2 separate regions of the Pan troglodytes genome follow, and region 1 is linked to region 2. The links are chromatin contacts, called in public HiChIP or PLAC-seq maps. All regions are on one chromosome and are shown on one strand. The core of a region is the stretch at or near the end of the contact, and the rest is flanking DNA. Distances in the headings are between cores, read along the strand shown.

What was found. HiChIP or PLAC-seq counts read pairs in DNA pulled down with a chosen protein or histone mark.
Region 1: an H3K4me3 HiChIP or PLAC-seq map of stem cell-derived excitatory neurons shows a contact between it and region 2, with 7 times the contacts expected there. The contact joins the promoter of KIRREL3 here to the promoter of DCPS in region 2. A contact is called at or near these places in 1 of 7 Hi-C or Micro-C datasets (stem cell-derived neural progenitor cells) and 1 of 1 datasets of contacts at active chromatin or transcription factors (stem cell-derived excitatory neurons).

The regions. Positions count from the first base shown.
Region 1 is chr9:128,939,032-128,944,005 of NHGRI_mPanTro3-v2.0_pri, reverse strand. It overlaps KIRREL3 (kirre like nephrin family adhesion molecule 3), which reads left to right and starts at 1,775. Exons shown (of 17, transcript XM_016922484.4): 1 at 1,775-1,863; 2 at 4,244-4,659. The coding sequence starts at 4,605. LOC101059748 (putative uncharacterized protein KIRREL3-AS3) reads right to left here and starts at 1,768. Exons shown (of 2, transcript XM_016922498.4): 1 at 1,579-1,768; 2 at 1-1,577. The coding sequence starts at 1,671. The coding sequence ends at 945.
Region 2 is chr9:128,238,973-128,243,375 of NHGRI_mPanTro3-v2.0_pri, reverse strand. It overlaps DCPS (decapping enzyme, scavenger), which reads right to left and starts at 2,681. Exons shown (of 6, transcript XM_016922497.4): 1 at 2,152-2,681. The coding sequence starts at 2,352.

The DNA of each region.
Region 1 (4,974 bases), core at 526-3,025, 700 kb before region 2:
AGCAGACAACCTGCCCTTCAGGGGATGCTTCTGAAAGTTGAATATCTGGTTCTCTGAGCCCTTTCCCTCTACAATGGAAAGACCAACTGCAGGGAGCAGGGGTTAAGGTCTCGTAATCCACCTACACAGAAGTAAGCAAGAAATCTGGTTCAGATAAATGAAAAAGAAATAGGCTAGAAGACTGTGACTGCCCAGGTCATAAAGGCTGCCACCCAGCGAGGACCTCTGACGACCATCTGGTCTCTGGAAGTGTACGTAGCTTGGAGTCCTTATTAACTTACCTACGACTGGAGAGTCAGGTTACCCTGAACTCCCAGTAGGAGGCTGTTCAAAATGTGTTAAATCCCTGGACAAAAGAGGTTTAACCAGTACTGGCAGGATATATGAAAAACAAAAAGGGAATGCGGTTTCTAATGTATCTCTGCAACAAATACTGTGAAGAGGCATTAAGCAGGCAATTCTCTGTACATGATGACTGCCCATCTCTTAAAAGAGCCGCTCCCTCTTCTTGGTGATAATGGTGTCTCATGAACACAGAATAGCTGTGACTGTGAGCCCGGCCAGCATGGCAGTGGGGGAGATGGAGAAGGATAGGACAGTGGGGACACTGGGCCCAGGTGGGGGCCCTGGACTGTTGCCTCATCCTGCAGCTTTCCTGCAGGGCCCCAAGCAAGCTAACCTAGAAGGATGCATCTCTAATGAAAAGGAAGGGCCCAGACAGATGCCATCCAGGGCAATTTCTCTTATTAAAATGTCAGTGAGATGTTTTATAATATTTTCCCACATACAGACCTGTATATACCTCTTTCCAACTAGAGGACAAACTTTCCAGGAACAGGAATTCTCATAGTCATTCCACATGTCTTTAAGTATCCAAAACAGGCCTTTGAACAAAGCGAGGGAATAACACATGTTAGACATTGGGCTGACAGCCACGAGGAAGGTCAGGAGAAAGTGGCGGTGAGCTGAGGTCTGCAGTGTGCCCAAAAGCCAGCCTGCTCCGAGCACTCGACAGCCGTACCCCTCACTCCTGCACCGGGACCCAGAACCTTGCGCATCACTCTCTTCGTCCCAGAACTCAGAAAACCCTGGGGGCAACAGGCAGCAAGGCTTGGAAGAGCAGGAGAGCAGGGCTTGGACGCTTTCCGGGGGAGCCTTGCCCTCCTGTCACTTCTTGGCCAGCCAGCAGCAGAACCTGGGGCCGGCCGGCATCCTCTGTAGGCTCCCGCCTCCGCGCGGGTCTGGGCCATCCAGCTCCGGCTCGCCCCGCTGGCGGAGGTGGGGGGCGGGGCCAGGGGCTCACAGGACCCAGCACTTGGCACCCGAGGCTTGGGGAGGGGGCTGGGGACTGATGGATTCGGCCTCCGGACTCCACGCCTGGCGAAGAAACGCTGGAGAGGATGCCACCTGCTGGCATCCCACCGGCTTGCACGGTGGGCACAAGAGACCTGGAGCCAGCCTGGATGTGCAGAAAACCAGAATTCGGGCGGTTTTCCAAGTTGCTGGCTTTCGGCTGTCTCTGTAGGGCTGCTGCCTCCACCGACTGTCCAGAGACCCCGTCCCCCGCGCGCCGCCCCCCGGACGCGAAGGCTTCCAGCAGGGGCGGCGGTCTCTCTCCTCTCCCCTCTTGCAGCGCACTCCGAGGTCTAGGGACTCTCCGCGCTTCTCCATCAGGTGGAGCCGTCGGCTCCTCGCCGCCTCCCTCCTCCTCCCTCCCCCGGAGCGAACCGCGCGCAGGCCGCCTTGCAGCGCCAGGAGGCTAACCGAGCCCCCGGAGGAGGTGAGGCCGCGGGCAGCCGGGCGGAGATGGCGGGGCCGCCGTCGAGGCTGGCGCCAGAGCCCGACCGGCTGTGGGTCCTGCAGGTACTGCTCGCGTTCTCTGCCCCACGTGGTGGCTGCTGAAGATTGCCGTGGGTTTTCCGGCACTCAGGCTTGATACGCCTCCTGGTCCTTTTAGAGGCGGGCAGCTCATCACTTAATCCAAGCTTTTTCTTTCTTTCTTTCTTTCTGCGGGAGACGGGAGGTTACAGGGAGGGAGTAGAGGGGAGTGGAGAGGGGAACAGCCCCAGCTGGCTGGGTGGTGGGGGTGAGGGGGATGCCTGGAGCCAGTAAGGGGGCCATGAGGCCAGTGTTGGGGGCCAATGGGAGAGCGAAACAAGATCCTTCCAACCTGGATCTCCCAGGCCCACCTCTTCTTTCCAAGAGTCAGTGCGAGCGTGGAGTGCAGACGCCTGTACGTGTGCCTGATTATTGCGTATTGCACACTTCACTAGCCTTGTGACCCTGGTTTTGTAATAGTTCCCTCGGGGGCTGAATTAAGCAAATCTGGGCCCTGGGCCATTGAGGAATTAGCACTCAAAATTAAACAACAGCTTAAAGGATAAATCTTTAGTTAAAACATCAAATGTTGCTACCTTTGATAGAGAATCTGCATTCTAGTGTTTGTCTCATTCCCTGCAAGAATGGCACGCAGACACCTGAAATTTCTCCCCAATAACCCCATAGGCTTAATGCAAAGCTACTACTAAGGTGACGGCGCTATACATAGAGTTATTTTCAGTCTTAATGTGTTATTTGGCATATGTTATTTACAATTATTTTTTATCTCCTCTGTGTGTTTCTGATTTGCCTCTTCCATTTATTGCATGATCTGTTACACCAGGCTAATGGACTCAGGCTCAGCTGACACTACTTCAGTAACTTGTTTGTTAATTTAGCTAATGGGCTGCCTCTTTTGTGTCCTTTTAGTTTCTGTTGCTCAACATTTCTGTTTCTCCTCCCAAAGTTTGCTTACAAATTTCCCTTTGTTATGTTTAACAGCCTCTAAGGGATGCAGTTAAATAAACTATTAAGTTAAGAATAGAAAAGTCAACAAAGCAGACACCTACTAATTTGTAGATCTTTGGTGTCAACTACCAGGTGTCAGCTCCTACAAGCACACTTCTATATGCCCCTGCTTCTTTCTTTCTTGTTCACAAATACCAAGGGATAATTTTTTAAAGTTAACATCCGCATGGAAACTTGGAGTTGGAATGTGCCTTGTAGTGAGCAGAGTCCTCAAAAGATGTGCTACTACTGAAAGAGGAAAGGCTAAGAGTTTCCCAAAAGACCTCCCCAAGGTCCAGGGACTGAAGACAGTAGTGATTGATTTTAGAATTCAATGCTAAATGGCACGTCAGCGGAGCGTCTTTCATTTTCCTCTCCTCTCTCTTTACCTCTCCTTCTCACAGTGCATAACGTTGAATATTTTTCTGTGTTGCTTTGTTATGTCCTTAGAGTTTGCATCTTGTGTGTATACTCTGCTTGCACACTAGATTATGAGCTTCTGAAGGCATGGTCTGTGCCTATTATTTTGCTTCCCTCCATGGCCTGCTTATACCAAGCATGCCTAAATGTCTATTAAGTAAATAGACCCAGATAAATTCATGTTGATATCCTGGAGGAAATCGAGTTTGATTTGAGTGTGGAGTGTGAATTTCATGATAGGTAAAAGACTTGAAGATCCTTAGGAGGCAGTTGCCTATGACCTTGGCCTCTCCTTCGCAATTGGACTCACAGCACCTCTTGGAGAAAAGACAGGCTCAGAGTGATGGAGCGCTCATTAGAGGAGAGGCTCTGAATGCAAAGACAGGCTGCTCCCCTGTCCTCGTTAGGAAATGCACAAACCAGGATAATGATAATAAATGGGTGTGTGTCACAAGCCTACTTGCCTTCCCTTTAGTTCCTGCATTTTGTCTTCCAGGAGCAGTGCAAAGCAAACTAAGATCCAAATGTTCAGGTTTTATTACCTACCCCCCCACCACCACAACCACCCACCCACCCACAGGAAACTCTCAGAAATGCAAAGCATGCTTATCTCTCCTCCAACTCCGAGCCTCCCGCTGCACACATTGGCCAAGTCCTTCCGAGGGAAAGATGCGCACCCCCCCTTCCTAGTTCCCTTTCAGCCCAGTTTCCAGTTCCTTTGCAAAGGCAGGGCATGCATGTTTTTGTGCACATGCATGTGGATAGTCATCCTTAACTTCACTGTTAAACAGGACATCATGTGGACAGAAAGTCACAGCTCCACTCCAAGCTCAAGATGCCTTTTGGTCAATAATGGTGACAAAAGCTGAATTTTTCCCTATTTAGGGAAAAGAAAGAACACAGCCGTTTCCCCCACTGTCCGTTTTGCATAGATCTCCTTTTTCCGAGTGTTTCCTCTTTAATTATGACCTGTCTCCCCTCCCTCTCCCCTCCTCAGCTTCAGTGAAAGGAGTCCTTCTGTCACTCGTCACTAGCTCGCTCGCTCACTGTGGGAGGAGCCCGCCTGAGGAAGCCGTGTGTCTGGGATGCCAAGAGCCAGAGAATGGATCTTCTCCGAGTGGGGACATTGCTGACAATCCCGGCTTCCCGAGGCGGCTAAGAACAGGCAGTTTGTGTCGGCTGGCTGCAGATACCCAGAGGCACAAAGAGACCGAAGCCACCCGGAGGGACCCACGGACGGACAGATGGTAGGCGCGAACCCGAGAGGACCGGCGGAGGCTGAGCACCGAGAGCCGCCAAGGAAGAGAAACTAACCACGGCCAAGTTACCCCGCCGGCTTTCCTTCGCTGCGCTAAGGAATGAAACCCTTCCAGCTCGATCTGCTCTTCGTCTGCTTCTTCCTCTTCAGTCAAGGTAGGACCCCTGCGCTGCTGGAGTTGGAAGAAAGTCGGCTGGGTTGTCAGGGCGCGGGAGGCTGTGGGCAGGAATGTGGGCAGGCTTCGGGAACTCGGACTGATGGATGCGTCTCTCGGTGCCGGGCTGAGATGCCCTGGCATTGCCTCTTTGCCTTTGCGAATGCAACAAAATGGTACTGTTTATTTTCCTTTGGAAAGAAGGGGTATGGGAGGGGAGGGGAATGACTTTCTCCTCTCACTTGTCAGTATCCAGCTCAAACTCTCCAATGCAAATGAATTCTTTATGCTTCTGGTATGTTAATTAGGTAGTATC
Region 2 (4,403 bases), core at 1,432-3,931:
TCTAGCCAATAGCACTCACATTTCACATTTCTTTTCTCAGAGAAGGCATCTCTTTTTTTTTTTTTGAGATGGAGTGTTACTCTGTTGCCCGGGTTAGAGTGCAATGGCACGATCTTGGCTCACTGCAACCTCCACCTCCTGGGCTCAAACAATTCTCCCGCCACAGCCTCCTGAGTAGCTGGGATTACAGGCGCATGCCACCACATCTGGCTAATTTTTGTATTTTTAGTAGAGATGGGGTTTCACCATGTTGGCCAGGCTGGTCTTGAACTCCCGATCTCAAATGATATGCCTGCCTCAGCCTCCCAAAGTGCTGGGATTACAGGTGTGAGCCACCATGCCCAGCCAGAGAAGGCATCTCCACCCAAATCCTTGTGGCAGTTCTCACACCTTTCTTCCCCAGAATACAAGGCTTCTCAGTTGTCTTCCATTTTAGGCTTACAAGACCTCTGTCAAGTTCTCCCCATTTCAGAAGATGAAAAACAGACCTTGAGTGACTTGCCCAAGGTCACATGAACAGTCAGCATTGAAACAGAAACTAGAACCTAGGTCTCCCAAGTGACTCCTAGCTCGAAGGCTCTCATGACTAACACCTCCAACAGGTGCTGCACACTGAAGACAGCTGGGGTGAGAGAACCAGACAGAATCGCATACAAAAAAACAGAAAACAAGAAACAAAAACAAACAAACAACAAAAAAAAAAAAACAAAAAAAAACAAGGCCCAGCGCAGTCGCTCACGCCTATAATCCCAGCACTTTGGGAGGCAGAGGTGGGTGGATCACCTGAGGTCAGGAGTTCAAGACCAGCCTGGCCAACATGGTGAAACCCTGTCTCTACTAAAAATACGAAAATTAGCTGGGCATGGTGGCAGATGCCTGTAATCCCAGCTACTTGGGAGGCTGAGGCAGGAGAATCACTTGAATCCAGGAAGTGGAGGTTGCAGTGAGCCAAGATAGTGCCATTGCACTCCAGCCTGGACAAGAAGAGTGAAACTCCATCTCAAAAAAAGAAAAAAGGCGGGTGCGGTGGCTCACGCCTGTAATCCCAGCACTTTGGAAGGCAGAGGCAGGCGGATCACCTGAGGTCAGGAGTTCGAGACCAGCCTGGCCAACATGGTGAAACCCCCATCTCTACTAAAAATACAAAAATTAGCTGGGCACGGTGGCGGGGGCCTGTAATCCCAGCTATTCGGCAGGCTGAGGCAGGTAGAATCGCTTGAACTCGGGAGGCAGAGGTTGCAGTGAGCCGAGATCACATCACTGCACTCTAGCCTGGGTGACAGAGAGGAGAGACTCCGTCTCAAAAATAAATAAATAAATAAATAAATAAAAATTTAAAAACCAGATACACACAGAGGCATGGAAGCCTAGGCCAAGGTTCCCTGATCCTCCCAAAGGTGAGAGTTCCTGCTAGTAGTTCTGGGGAACCCCCTTATCTGCCCTGGCTAGTCCTCCTCACTAGTTTCCGGGGAACCCCCATATCTGCTCTGGCTAGGCCTCCTCACTAGTTCCTGGAATGGTCTCCATCTCTCCTCAGCCCCTGCCAGATTGCTGAGCACGTTGGTATTGGAGCAAGCTGTGTGTATCTGTCTCGCCAGAAATATTCCGTAGTCCTGAAGATCAGGGATGGTAACTTTCGTCTCCACATCCCCAGTACCTAGTTTAGTGTCTGGCATGCATGAAAGTGCGTGCGTAGAACTGAATTAACAATTATAATATATTGTTCTCCTGTTACGGCTGAAGTCGCGTAAGGCAGAGATCACATCTCCTACAGTCTCATGTCGTTTCCACGGACAGGGATGAGCGAGACATCTAACATTTACTGGGTTCCTAGTCCCTGTATACATAAATGGATGATGAATGGCTTGGGGAATGTAACATGTGATCTTTAATCTGCAATGCACTCTCCCAGTAGATATTTCTAGTGGAGACATTAGAAAAATTAGAGCTAGATGTGTTCATTGCCTTAATTTCAAAGGCAATCTTGCCGCCTTTCACCGCCCCTCTATGCATTCTAGTGGCGCACTCCCGCCTCCCCCGAGTGATAATGATTGGTATTTTCCAGCCGAGATCCGAAAAAAAAAATCTGCCTCCGAGGCGATGATTGGTTCACTGCTTCCCGCATCCCACCTCAGGGTTGCCTCCGGGTACCTTCCCGTGTAGGAAAATGATTTTGTCCCGCGCAGACTCCCTCAGCACTTTCTGCAGTCTGAAGCCGGAGAACGGTAAGCGGACAGGAGCACAGGTACCATTTCCAACTCCTGCCTCCTTTTCCTCTGTGCTGGCGGCGTGGGCCTCCTCCACGTCCAATTCGCGCTTTCTCTTGCCGAGTTGAGGAGCTGCGTCCGCCATGCTGCCGCGGAGGCGGTGTGCGCCTGCGCCCCCTGCGCTGGCCCCGCCCCTAGCCCGAGTCCAGCGGCCTGGCTGGGCTGCTAACTCCTGGCCTACCCTGCTCTGGCACCCGCTCCTGCGGGCTGCGTGCCGCGCATGGCGGAGCCCGCTGACCTGTCCCAGGGCGCGCCTTTCAACCAAGTTACTGCCTTTGGCCCCGTTGTGGTGCCGGCCGGCCTTCAGGGAAGGGAAAAGAAGGCTGAGAGTCCCGAAAGCGGCGGGCTAGAGGTGGCTGCGCAGTGAAGAGGGACCCGCAGGCCCACGCCCGGGAGTGGGAGCCGAAGACGCCCTTGGGCCACGGGAGTGTTGGAGGCCTTGTTTGAATACTGACATTTTAATCATAGTTACACCGACGTTGACCAATTATCGGGGAAGCAACGTTTCTGACGCAAATCCGTGAGCCCATTTGATTCCTTGGTCGATTTTTTATACCGAGTATTTAAGCCATTTCCATTTTTCTCCCATTTTAATTACTTTGCAGAAATTTTCATCGTGGTCAGTTTTTTACTTTGTAGACTCAGTACTTCTCTGCTGACAAGAAAGGTAAACGAATATGGCCAGAAGAACCATCTCCATCACCCACTTATTTCCGGGCTAGAGGCATCCCCCTCCTCTCTATTTTGTTTACCTGTATTTCTGCCCTGCTACCCAGGGATATGATTTGCAGTATGATTCGTCTCCCAGGGTTTCGTTTCTCTTTTTTTTTTTTTTTTTTTTTTGCCATATAAAATTATTACTTGTAACTTCTGCTGTTGAGGGTTTCTTTGGTGACCATTGTTTCTGGTTAGCCCGTTTTTCACTGGTGTTATTTAACAGATCTAAATTTTGTGAAGAGTTGGTACTTACGGACGGGCGCGGTGGCTCACGCCTGTAATCCCAGCACTTCGAGAGGTCGAGGTGGACGGATCACGAGGTTAAGATACCGAGACCATCCTGGCCAACATGGTGAAACCCCGTCTCTACTAAAAATACAAAAATTACCCGGGCGTGGTGGCCCGCGCCTGTAATCCCAGCTACTCGGGAGGCTGAGGCAGGAAAATCGCTTGAACGCGGGAGGCGGAGTATTGTAGTGAGCCGAGATCGCACCACTGCTCTCCACCCTGGCGACAGAGCGAGACTACGTCTCAAAAAAAAAAAAAAAAAAGAGTTGGTACTTACATCGCTTCAGTCAGCCACACATTTATTTTGCCAGTGATTTGAGTTTAGGTTTTCAGACAGATCTCATGGGTGTGGGACAGTTTTTGCCATTCTCAACATTAGCAACAAGATGCAATTTACAGTCAGTTTTTGGTCAATAACAAAGTGTACCATGTGTTAGTTTGATTTTTGGATTACTTCTACCAGAAATATAGATTAGGAGTTGGATAAAAGACTACTTTGGGCCAGGCGCGGTGGCTCATGCCTGTAATCCCAGCACTTTGGGAGGCCGAGGTTGGATCACGAGGTCAGGAGATCGAGACCATGCTGGCTAACATGGTGAAACTCCGTCTCTACTAAAAATACAAAAAAATTAGCCAGGCGTGGTGGTGGGCGCCTGTAGTCCCAGCTACTTGGGAGGCTGAGGCAGGAGAATGGCGTGAACCCGGGAGGCGGAGCTTGCAGTGAGCTGAGATCGCGCCACTGCACTCCAGCGTGGGTGACAGAGCGAGACTCCCTCTCAAAAAAAAAAAAAAAAAAAAAGGACTACTTTGTGTGTGTGTGTGTGTGTGTGTGTGTGTGATGCAGAAAGCATTATTAGGAGAGACTTAGGATCTGTCCCCCAGGCTGGAGTGCAATGGCGCGATCTCGGCTCACTGCAACCTCTGCCTCCAAGGTTCAAGCGATTCTCCTGCCTCAGCTTCCTGAGTAGCTGGTATTACAGGCGGCTGCTACCACTCCCGGCTAACTTTTTGTATTTTTAAGTGGAGTCAGGGTTTCACCATGTTGGCCAGGCTGGTCTCGAACTCCTGACCTCGTGATCCGCCCGCCTGGGCCTCCCAAAGAGCTGGCATTACAGGCGTGAGCCACCGCAC